Linked DNA regions of Pan troglodytes: region 2 is linked to region 1. The links are chromatin contacts, called in public Hi-C maps. All regions are on one chromosome and are shown on one strand. Each heading gives the region's core, a stretch centred on a gene start, on an enhancer-like site or on the middle of the called end of the contact. The rest is flanking DNA. Distances are from core to core; before and after follow the strand shown.

Region 1 (4,998 bases), core at 1,846-4,345:
AGAGATGGTTTCAATTTATTTTCTATGCAGAGCAGAGACCACGAGCCCTCCAAGCAGGACTTTCATCTGTGGAAAGCTAGAAGAGCTAACTGCCACCTTTGTGCTGCTTTTTTGTTTCATATGTCCGCCCAGGGTGAGGGCTGGGTGGTGTATTTTTAGAGCAGGTAGAGAAAGATCTGTCTGGACATTGTTGGTGGCCTGAGAAAATACAACTGCATAAACCAAAGGCCAAGCTGAGGAAGCTGAAATTGGGAAGGTCCTGGATGTCAACAGGTGTGGCAGGTTTCGGTTGTTTTCTTAATTGTGGGCCTCAGCAGGTGCAAAAGAGTTGGAGGAGATGCCAGGGAGTACTCCTGAGGGCTTCATTGAAGGAGGGACTTGCTTGGGGGAAACTGGAAGCAATTTCCTGTTCAGTGAGACCCAGGGATGTCCTGGGAAGGGCCCACTGCCCTCTCCCTCCCCTGGCCAGGGTGACCTGAATGGGATCTTTTAAGCTGGAAGGCATCTGTACCCATGGCTTTCCACTTGCTGCCGAGAATCCATTTGGGAGCATGCATTCACAGAGCAAAAAGGCAAGATGCATTTTTATTCCTTTATGCCTCCTTAACCTTCAGACGGTTACTGTAACTCAGGGGCTAATGGCAGTCCTGGTGCCTGCAGCTGTGTGGCGCTCTGGTTTTACAATCAGAATGGCCACTTTTTTGTTTGTTTGTTTTGAGAGAGTGGATCTCACTATGTTGCCCGGGCTGGCCTTGAACTCCTGAGCTTAAGCAATCCTCCTGCCTCAGCCTTCTGGAGCAGCTGGGACTCCAGACTTGAGCCACCATGCCCAGGTAGAATGGTCACTTTGATGTGGTCAGAGGCAATGGCTTTATGACAGAGAGAGAACCTTCTTAGCCTATTCTTCTTGCAAAAATGCTGTAGTTTACCCTCCCCTCCTAAAACTTATCCTTCTCCCCCACGTATCTAACCCAACTTCCTAGGCAACATTAGCATTATTAGGTGGCTTGGCAGGTGCTTATTTTCTAGGAAAGAGTGTGCTTCTCTTATCTGCTTAATGCTTACTCTATACAGCTGACCTTGGAGGGATCTATTATAAAAACGTTTAAACCCGCAAAGCATTTGCTTTGGTGAGCAGATATTCTGTGTGGCCCTTTATGTACAAAGATAAGAATGATGTGGGTATGAAAGGTGTAGGGAAAAAAATCCCTGCATGAAGATACGTTTTCACACAGTTTTGAGGTCATTTTCCATGTGAGCCACTTTACTGAGTCCTCTGAGTATTTGATATCCTCTTGTTCTTTCATCCTCTGGGTGTGTGGCTCATTAAAGGTGGAAGGTTGCTGGGATATTGGACATGTGTGTCGTTTGCTCTAGATGTGTAGCACTACCCAGGCCAAGCACAATTAATGGGGATGTCCCTGAGTTATCATTATTATTTTTAACTCCTGGGGTCTAGGCTCACTGCCCTGTGGAAGAGATTTCTTTTGAGATAGAAGGTTAAAAATAGACATTTCAATAGGAGGCAGCTATTGTATGTGGTTCTGAAGTTGGATGAACACATCTTATATGCCTGCACGGGAATTCCCATCCCATGCTGGACCTGGGTGATTAGACATAGAATTCAAATTCCCATCTTCATAGGAACACAAGGCTCCTTCCAGTTCCATCCTAGAACTTCCTCTTCATCGTGGTCATCTGAATGACCTGGCCTGATTTTTGTAACTGCCTTGTGGCATAAAGATGACTGGACTGAGTTGGAATACCTGGTCTGTTAGCTGGACAGATGCTAACCTTGTCCAGCTGGTATCTCACTGGCTTCATCCATGCAATGGGGAGAATGCAAGCTGCCACCGCCCATGTTTCCCAGGATTGTGTTGAGGCTCAGATTGGATTGTATTTACGAAAGAACTTTATAAATGGTAAGCACTGCAGACAGGAGGCAGAGACAGCACTGTTGTTAGGACTTTATTATTCTTCTTGAGATGAATCAATCAGGGCCTTCTTCCAGGACTTTGGAGAATAAATAGTACCTTTGTGCAAATTGTTCTTTTGTGCTCTGGGCCAGGTTGTCCCCTGGGTAGGGGAGACACCACTTCTTTCCTAGGTGCCAGCTTGGTGTTTGGTATTCTTCGTAGTAAACGCCTAGTATAATAAAAATAATAAACATGAAAAACCCGAGATGCCCTCAGGCCTGAGAGCTCTGACATCTGGGCTGGAGAAGGGCCCGGGGCACAACGGTCATTTCCACTGTGGCCAAGTCTCTTGGCCATGGAGTTGCTGAGAAAGGAATGAGGCTCCCAAATGGGGAAGGAGCAGGCAAGCGCATTCCTAGGGCCGGGCAGCGCCAGCCACTGCTGGGAATTGCCTGCCTTCCAGAGTTTTTTAAAGCCTTTGCTACACAACTTTCCCACAAATGACACAACAGTCTTTGCCAGGTTCTGTGCCTCTCTGCCCAACGGGCTGGAGGGCCATGGCCATTTATGAGAATGTCAGATCTTCTCTAGTCCTTCTGTACCTTCCTTCACCCCTCTGTCCCTTACCCCTCCCTGAGTACTTCTGCAAGTGTGCTCATAGGTGCTTCACATTTTTTCCTCATTCAATTCTTCATCTAAGTTGGTGCAGTAGATGCTATTATGATCTCCACTTCACAGATGAAGAAGCTGCATTTGAAGAGTTTAAGTGACTTGCCTGGACTTGGATACATTAGCAGAAAATTCAGGGAAGTTTATGGTTATAGAATAACATCAACACAGAATATCCGCTCTCCTAAGCAAATGCTTCCAGGGTTTAAACATTTTGCAATTGATCATTCCGAGGTCAATGCTTTATGGTCCATTGTTTATGGTTGGCATCATTATGTAAAAATATGTAAATATACCAATAATGTCTATTATTTATAAACAAAATATAATTTTCAGGCCCTTCCACCTCCCTCTTCAGGTGAAACCAGAGGAGGCTCCCACCACTGTTTTTTTTCCCCTCTGTGCCTTCGGTCACAGCCCCTTATGCAGAAAAAGGGACTCCACATGGAGCCCTCTCTGGATCTACTTCTCCCAGATAAATCAGTCTGCTGTGTAATCTTTCAGGAAACCTGACCCCTCATCTCTCAGGGGAAATCCTTAAACTACCCACCACCCCACTGCTCAGGTTTCTTGGGTAAGAAACATCCTCAAATAATCACCATGCATGCACACAGTTTGCCTTTGGTGTTGGGAATTTTAATAAGCAATGTACACCTTATATAGCCACTCACCTGCCCTGGTCTGAATGGCTCTAAGAAAACAAAAACAAAACAACAAAACAAAAATCCTTTACCATTAAAAAAAATCTCCCAGGCTTTCCAGAGTGATTATATAGCCTCACATCAGTCTCCTGGGGTTAAAGCATTGAGGATCCCATTGGAAATGTAAATGTTTTTTGGGAACTGTGACTCACCTTTCTCTGCCAGAGCTGTGTGCCTGGGACCTGTGCCAGAGCTGTGTGCCAGAGCAAGCCCTGATGGAATGGAATGTGGGTCCAGTGAGTTTTGATCCCCAAGTCAGGCAGAGACAGTTAGGTCCAGTGTCTGGGAATGGGGGAACACCTGGAGCGGGGCTTTTGGGACGCCTCAGTGGGTGATGAGGTCCGAGTTGGGGAAGGGAGGGACTGGGCAAATTGAGGATGGTCAGTGTTTGGGAGACCAGTGCCAAAACCAAAGACACTCATGTGAAAGGAGGGATGGGGTGGCCAAGAGGGCCTTTGAGCCAGCAGTCCTTGAGCAGGTGCTCTGTAACAAGCACGCTGAGAGGTCCTGCAAAGGGAAACCTTGAGCTCATGCTCTACCCACTTGGCCCTGTAAATAAAGCCGGGTCACTCTCTTAATGGGGAGCAACTGAACCTTGGCTCCAGCTCACTTGCTCCTGTCCCTTCACCTACTAGGAAGCGGAACTTGGCACCTCTTGTCCTTTCTGAGAAGGATTCCACTTGCCCTAGAAAGCACCAGTAAGAATACAGATTGCACTGGAGATCTCCAAGGGGAGACTTCAGATCGTTCAGTCTCCCTAAAGGCCCCTCGATCTCATCTCCAAGGGGAGAGTTCAGATCGTATTCAGTCTCCCTAAAGGCCCCTCGATCTCATCTCCAAGCCTTCTTGCCCACCCAGATAGCCTCTTTGCACCCCACAGGCTTCCCAGCTCCAGATCTTACCTCTCTCCCTGAATTCCCTTTTTTTTATGCAAAGCATTTTAGCACAGTCTACTGTCCCCTAAATTTGCATACTCTTACCCATCATTCTACAAAACAAAGAGATTTCCAGTTTGGGGGAGGGGTAGGGGTAAGGAGGGAAAATAATAACTCATGTTTTTTTCCTGTCCCACCTGTGTGTATTTAGTGATTTTTTTTTTTTTTTTAACTCCATCTCACCTGTCTATACTCAGTGATGTTTAACAGTTGGCTCTCCAAGGAGAAAAGCCTGATAGGTAGTACTTGCCAATTACCATGGTGTAAATCCTTCTACCAAGACTGATTTTAATTTACCCACTCTGAGCTGGGAAGAGATGTACAGTAGTGCATTATTATATAGTATTTCCCTCATACAGATATAATAGGTGTAAATAATCTCATGACCATAAATAATAGTAAAATACAGTAAAATAATTAGAAAGTGATGAGTTTTAAATATTTACTATCACTTTAAAAATATAATTTTAAGTTTATATAATTTAATTATTAAAATAGTGGCTGTAGTTAACAATCAGCTCCAAAATTTACTGAAAATGTTACAACCAACTCTCTTGAGCCAGTCCATGCCTGCCCTGGCATACCACTGTATGTGTGTTTGTATCTTTGAAAATAGCACTTTAGCATCCACCGTCGGGTGGGTCCTGCTACCAAGCTACTGAAATTGTCTCATGGCAGTGTTACTTACCAGTGCCTGCTGTGGGCCTTTTGCTATGACTGGTCTAAAAGCTACATGAAATATGTTGGTTTTATGGACTTTATAATCTAGGCAGTGAA
Region 2 (4,998 bases), core at 1,492-3,991, 84 kb after region 1:
TCTCATTTTTTGCATAATCCAATTAAAACTCTAGACTGTTGTCTCTCAAGGTGTGATTCATGAGCCATCTCATCATCCCTTGAGGTAATTGCTAAAAAGACAAATCCCCAGGCATTACAAACTGAGTCCTTCTAATTCATATTTTTGAATAAAAGCCTAGAAGTTTACATTTCACACCCACGAGATCTTAAGGCACTGGAGCTTGAGAACCCTAGTTTTAGCAGGACTTCTTGGTTACCTTTAAAAGAGAACACCGCCTGCCGGGCATGATGACTCACGCCTGTAATCCCAGCACTTTGGGAGGCGGAGGCAGGAGGATTACTTGAGGTCTGGAGTTTGAGACCAGCCTGGTCAACAGAGCAAAACCCTGTCTCTAATAAAAATACAAAAATTAGCTGGGTGTGGTGGCGTACGCCTGTAGTCCCAGTTAAGTGGGAGGCTGAGACAGGAGAATCGCTTGAACCTGGGAAGCAGAGGTTGCAGTGAGCCGAGATCACACCACTGCACTTCCTCCTAGGCAACAGAGCGAGAAAAGAGAACACTCCCTTTTAATTGCCCTTTAATTCTCAGCAACTACTTTGTAGTACATTGTTATGGGGAATGGAGGTAATATAGTAAGACACCCAGACAAATGCCTAGCACATAGCAGGAGATTAATAAATGGGGAATCATTTAAATGTATGTATACATTTTGTCATATACATATTGAAATTTATTCTGAGAACCAGCAACTTACACTGGGTAGACTTAACTACTTGCATAGGTCTTACTTTCTTTTGGCTTTGTGCTATTGCCTCACTAACCTTTAGCAAAGTTCTTTCTTGCATTTTTCATTTTTACATTTTCATTGCTGTCTTGTTTCTGCTGAGCTAACAGATTCTTCCTTAGACTGGCAATATTAAAAAGAAAGTGTCCCTTTGAGGTCTAAATAGGGGAGCAGAGGGAATACAAGACAAAGAGGTGCTCTGAGGGAGAAGTTGGCTCACCTTGCCCTAGCTGGAGAATCACCTTTTGGCTCTTTGTCTCCTTGGCACTTGCAGAGCTTGGTGGTACTTTATGTGGAGGAGAGCACTGTCCTGTTCAGAGGAAGGGCGAGCACTATTAAAGCTGCCTAGAGAGGCACCTGAGTGATGTGCCCAACTGCCCTTATTCCACCCTAGCTTTTGTCCTTAACCTCAAGCATTACAGTCGAACATCAAGGTGAAAGAAATTGTATCCGGTGCAGTCTTTCGCCCCCTTTGGGAGTCATTTTCTTGATCTACTGTGTAATTTAAAAGAGTCTTCAGAAGAGGAGACACAAAAATCCCTCTAATGTGTGAAACTAATAACCTTTAATACTGAAGCCTTCCTTTTTTCACAGAGAAGAAGAATGCCACCATGTTTGTTTGTCTCTAAATATGGATACATTTCAAAACCAATGTGTGAACTTATGGTTCTGCTATATAACCTTTCTCTAAAATACAATAAACCTGGCTTTTTGTAACAGGGAGTAGAGAAAAAGAGAAAATAAATCATTTGGAAAGATGAACGATCTATTTGATTAGTCTTGTCTCAGGAATTGAAAATGACTAGTTGATGTTCATCCGATCTTCAGATGATAAATCTCAGCATTTCTCTTGCTTCCATCTGTTACGAGGAAACTATCACACATACATGAATTCAGTTTCATTTCAAGGATCATTGGGAGGGGGAAGTATTTACATTTCTGGGTGCTCTCATAATAGTCATTTTTATCAAGCTCTCATCTGTAGTCAGGACTTAGTTTAGTCATTCCTTAGTTTAAGGTCCTCTTTAAAAGTTTATTTCCTCCAAGTTTAGGTATTTGACAGTGTTCAACAGCATGAGAAGATACATACATTTTGGGATAAATGAAGCTAACATTTCTGTGAGCATATGTAGCCCATGTTCACAATGTGAAGTGCAAGCATGGAGTGCTGGTCAGAATGAGGAGAGAGACCCTGAACAGTAAAGCCTGGCAGCTCAGGTAGCTGCAACTACTTACTGAGGAGTTTCTTGTGAATGTGCACTTGGCTGCCTCTCTGGGCCAAGGACATGACATCCTCAGGCTTCAGTGACTCTCGCAAATAAAGTGCTTGTTTCTTAGCTGCAGCTTGCCTTTGTGATTCCATCAACGTGTGCATTTCATTGGGATACCAGTGTGTAGCCCACGTGCCAGGGAGCCATCTTCTCCTGATGAAGGTATCGGGGTTGCAATGAGAATATCTGAGACAATGGTCATGGTATATCTACTTGGTGGTGAGAGTGACACATGGGCCATTTGCAGGTGTCACACACTGTGGACGAATGGTCATGCTACACGCTGGTTTGTGCCAAGGCCTCATGGACACAGTTCACATTCTTAGTGTCCTAGGAGCTCCTGCCATGATTCCTTAGCAGTGGTTATGCTAGTTTTTATGATGGCAAGGCTCCCCAAACTTTGTGGACAATGCACAGATAACAACTGCTGATGGAAATCAATGGCCTGGCCTGCTTCCTTCATAAGAGCAAAGGTAAAGGCAGCCTCTTAACATCTAATGCTCCCTTTGCCTTTTTCAGAGTTGGAGAATCACAGCATTCTTCTCAAATGTGGAGTGGGAAATCTAAATGTGGAGTGGGGAAGCTATAATTACATAGCTTGGAAAAAGAAAAGTTTAAGGAAAAAAAAAAGTCCTTTGGCTCCAGGACAGCCTAGGACTGTAAGTCACTGCTGCCCCCTACTGCCCAAGTTTTGTGTGTGTTTCCTAGAGGATCCTTGGTTTCTAGCCTGGCATTCTCAGGCACTGTGCTTGGGAGGATAATAACTTGCAGACTGTCTAAATGCTTTCTTCCAGACAGGGCCTCCCCACATTTGTTTCCTCAATTTAGGAGAATGTATGTGAAGTGGAGAAAACCCACAGTGTGGGTGTGATCAGGTTCATGTGGCCTAGTGGAAAGACTTTCTCTTGAGTGGTGAGGAACTGACAGCAGGCCTGAGCTAAAATTGGTCTTCACAAAGCCGTCCACCCACTCACGTGGGCAGGCAGCCAGCTGGTGGATTCAAGGATCAGGTTTAGCCCTAAGGAGAAGGATTTTTGAAGGCACTAGTTGATTTTTGCTGCAAAAAGGGTATGCTAGATTTGGTTCCATTTTTAAGAGGCAAATAATTCTAAACCAGACTGTATAGTGTGGAATAAATGATTCTCTCCCTTATTTATTATACATTTGTGTACTTGGAATTCAGTCCTTCATATATTCATGTGTCTGAGGTTATTTATTGAATGTCTTCTATGTACCAAGCATTATGCCAGTCACTGAGTATTCAAAAGTGAAAAAGCAGATTATTTCTGCCTGCATGGAACTTAAAGTCTGATGGAAGAGACAGTAAACAAATGCAAACAGTATCGTTACATTTTGTGGTAACTGCTCTTATAAAAAAAAAAGAGGGGTACTATGAATGAACTTAATTCTCTGGATTAGGTAGAAACTTAATTCTCTGGACTAGGTACAACCTCTTCAGGGTGAGACCCATAGCCAAAGTTTGCAGGGTCCATTGTGCCCACGATCCCCATTCTCCCACACAATGGTTGGAAATAAAGGATGTTTTTGAAAACAGTGTTATGGACAGAAACCAGTTCCCTTGCACAAATGAAGATCTATATCCTGAACTAGCTTTTTTCTTCTCTCTCTGGACATAGGGAGTAAAAGTAAAAAAAATACAGGGAGGCAAACTTTGGCTCCATATGTATATTGTGAAAAGAGCTTTTCACATTTGTCTTCTCACAGTTGAATAGGCTCTCTTGAGAGTAGTGAGTTCCCTGACCCCAGAGGTATTCAAATAGAGGCTGGATCATCACTTGCTAGGGATGCTACAGGTGAGGTTTCTTACAATAGCCGGTAGGTTGGAATAGATTTTCTCTAAGATTGCTTGCAAATCTAGCATTTAATTACCCCAGGCAAGGGTAAAGTTGGTGTGATTTGTTCTGGAAGAGTCTCCTCCACCTCAGTAATTTCACACATATCCCCACAGTTTATTAGAGTTCCCAAAACCCCACCTTTGGATTGGTTCCCTTAAAAGTATTCATTCATTCCAAAAATGCGCTTTATTTTTGAGGGTGCTACTTGTACTCTAGGATTCATTTGTATGCTGGAAAAAGACTGCATCTTGTGTGGATATGCCTGTGTGCATTTGTGATGACCTCTTTTGCTCCATTCACATTCTTGAGAAGATTTCTCCCTTAACTTCACTTAAATTGTCTTGAACTTGCCAAGTTCATGCTCAGAGGCCATCAGAGAGTTCACAGGCAAGGATGGGTGCCACACAGAAGAAATCATGGCTACTTCATGAGAAGTCGCATGTGTGGTTTCCACCATTTAACACTTGGATAATTCCTTGCCCTCATCTAAGAGCCAGATAGGAATGTTCATGCAAATTATTTTTTTAAAAATCTATTTCACTGACATGCTGTAGGGGGCAGTATTCATTAAGGAAAACCAGGGACAGAGTCCAGGAAGAGCCAGTAATTTCGACCTTGTAGGGAAGAAACTGGGCCCTATTTTTAACTATTTCTGTATACTAGAGACTCATTCAGTCTGTCCTGTTGTTCGTGCATGAATGAGGCTCTGACCTTCAGTAATGAACCTTCTTAGGGGGCCAGGATTAATTTGGCTTATGTTAAATTCATCTGGCTTGGAGTGAAAACCAGTGAATACCTGTGAGGGAGAGGGACTTTTCCATATAGGACATATGTGCTAGGGCAAGGATTCTTACCTAGGTCACCTGACTCCAAGCTTTTGCTCTTTTAGCCACAATTTGAACCATTTCAGGCTCATACCTTCCAACACAAGTAGTGTTTACCTCCCCCAGAACATCTTCAAACCTGTTACTGCCTAGGAAATAGATAATAATAAAACTTGTGGGAGCAAACCTTTTTTTGGACCCTCTCATCTTGATAAGTTTGGTGAAGCAGGTGCCTTACTCACCCCTATCTTCCCAGCCCCTCAAAATGAATGGTTTCAAAT

Evidence for each region. A called contact is a pair of places that touch in the nucleus more often than the background predicts.
Region 2: a Hi-C map of induced pluripotent stem cells shows a contact between it and region 1, with 2.1 times the contacts expected there. The contact joins two enhancer-like sites. A contact is called at or near these places in 3 of 7 Hi-C or Micro-C datasets (induced pluripotent stem cells and stem cell-derived neural progenitor cells).

The regions. Positions count from the first base shown.
Region 1 is chr9:23,847,651-23,852,648 of NHGRI_mPanTro3-v2.0_pri, forward strand. All of the region lies in intron 2 of NAV2 (neuron navigator 2), which reads left to right. Among named protein-coding and RNA genes, the nearest start is that of DBX1, 340 kb to the right of the region's middle. Within about 2 kb of position 3,096, at least 2 of the 24 cell types and tissues checked have an H3K27ac peak or open chromatin away from gene starts, as enhancers often do. A contact at or near this core is called in induced pluripotent stem cells, where this site is marked.
Region 2 is chr9:23,932,355-23,937,352 of NHGRI_mPanTro3-v2.0_pri, forward strand. All of the region lies in intron 7 of NAV2 (neuron navigator 2), which reads left to right. Among named protein-coding and RNA genes, the nearest start is that of DBX1, 260 kb to the right of the region's middle. Within about 2 kb of position 2,742, at least 2 of the 24 cell types and tissues checked have an H3K27ac peak or open chromatin away from gene starts, as enhancers often do. A contact at or near this core is called in induced pluripotent stem cells, where this site is marked.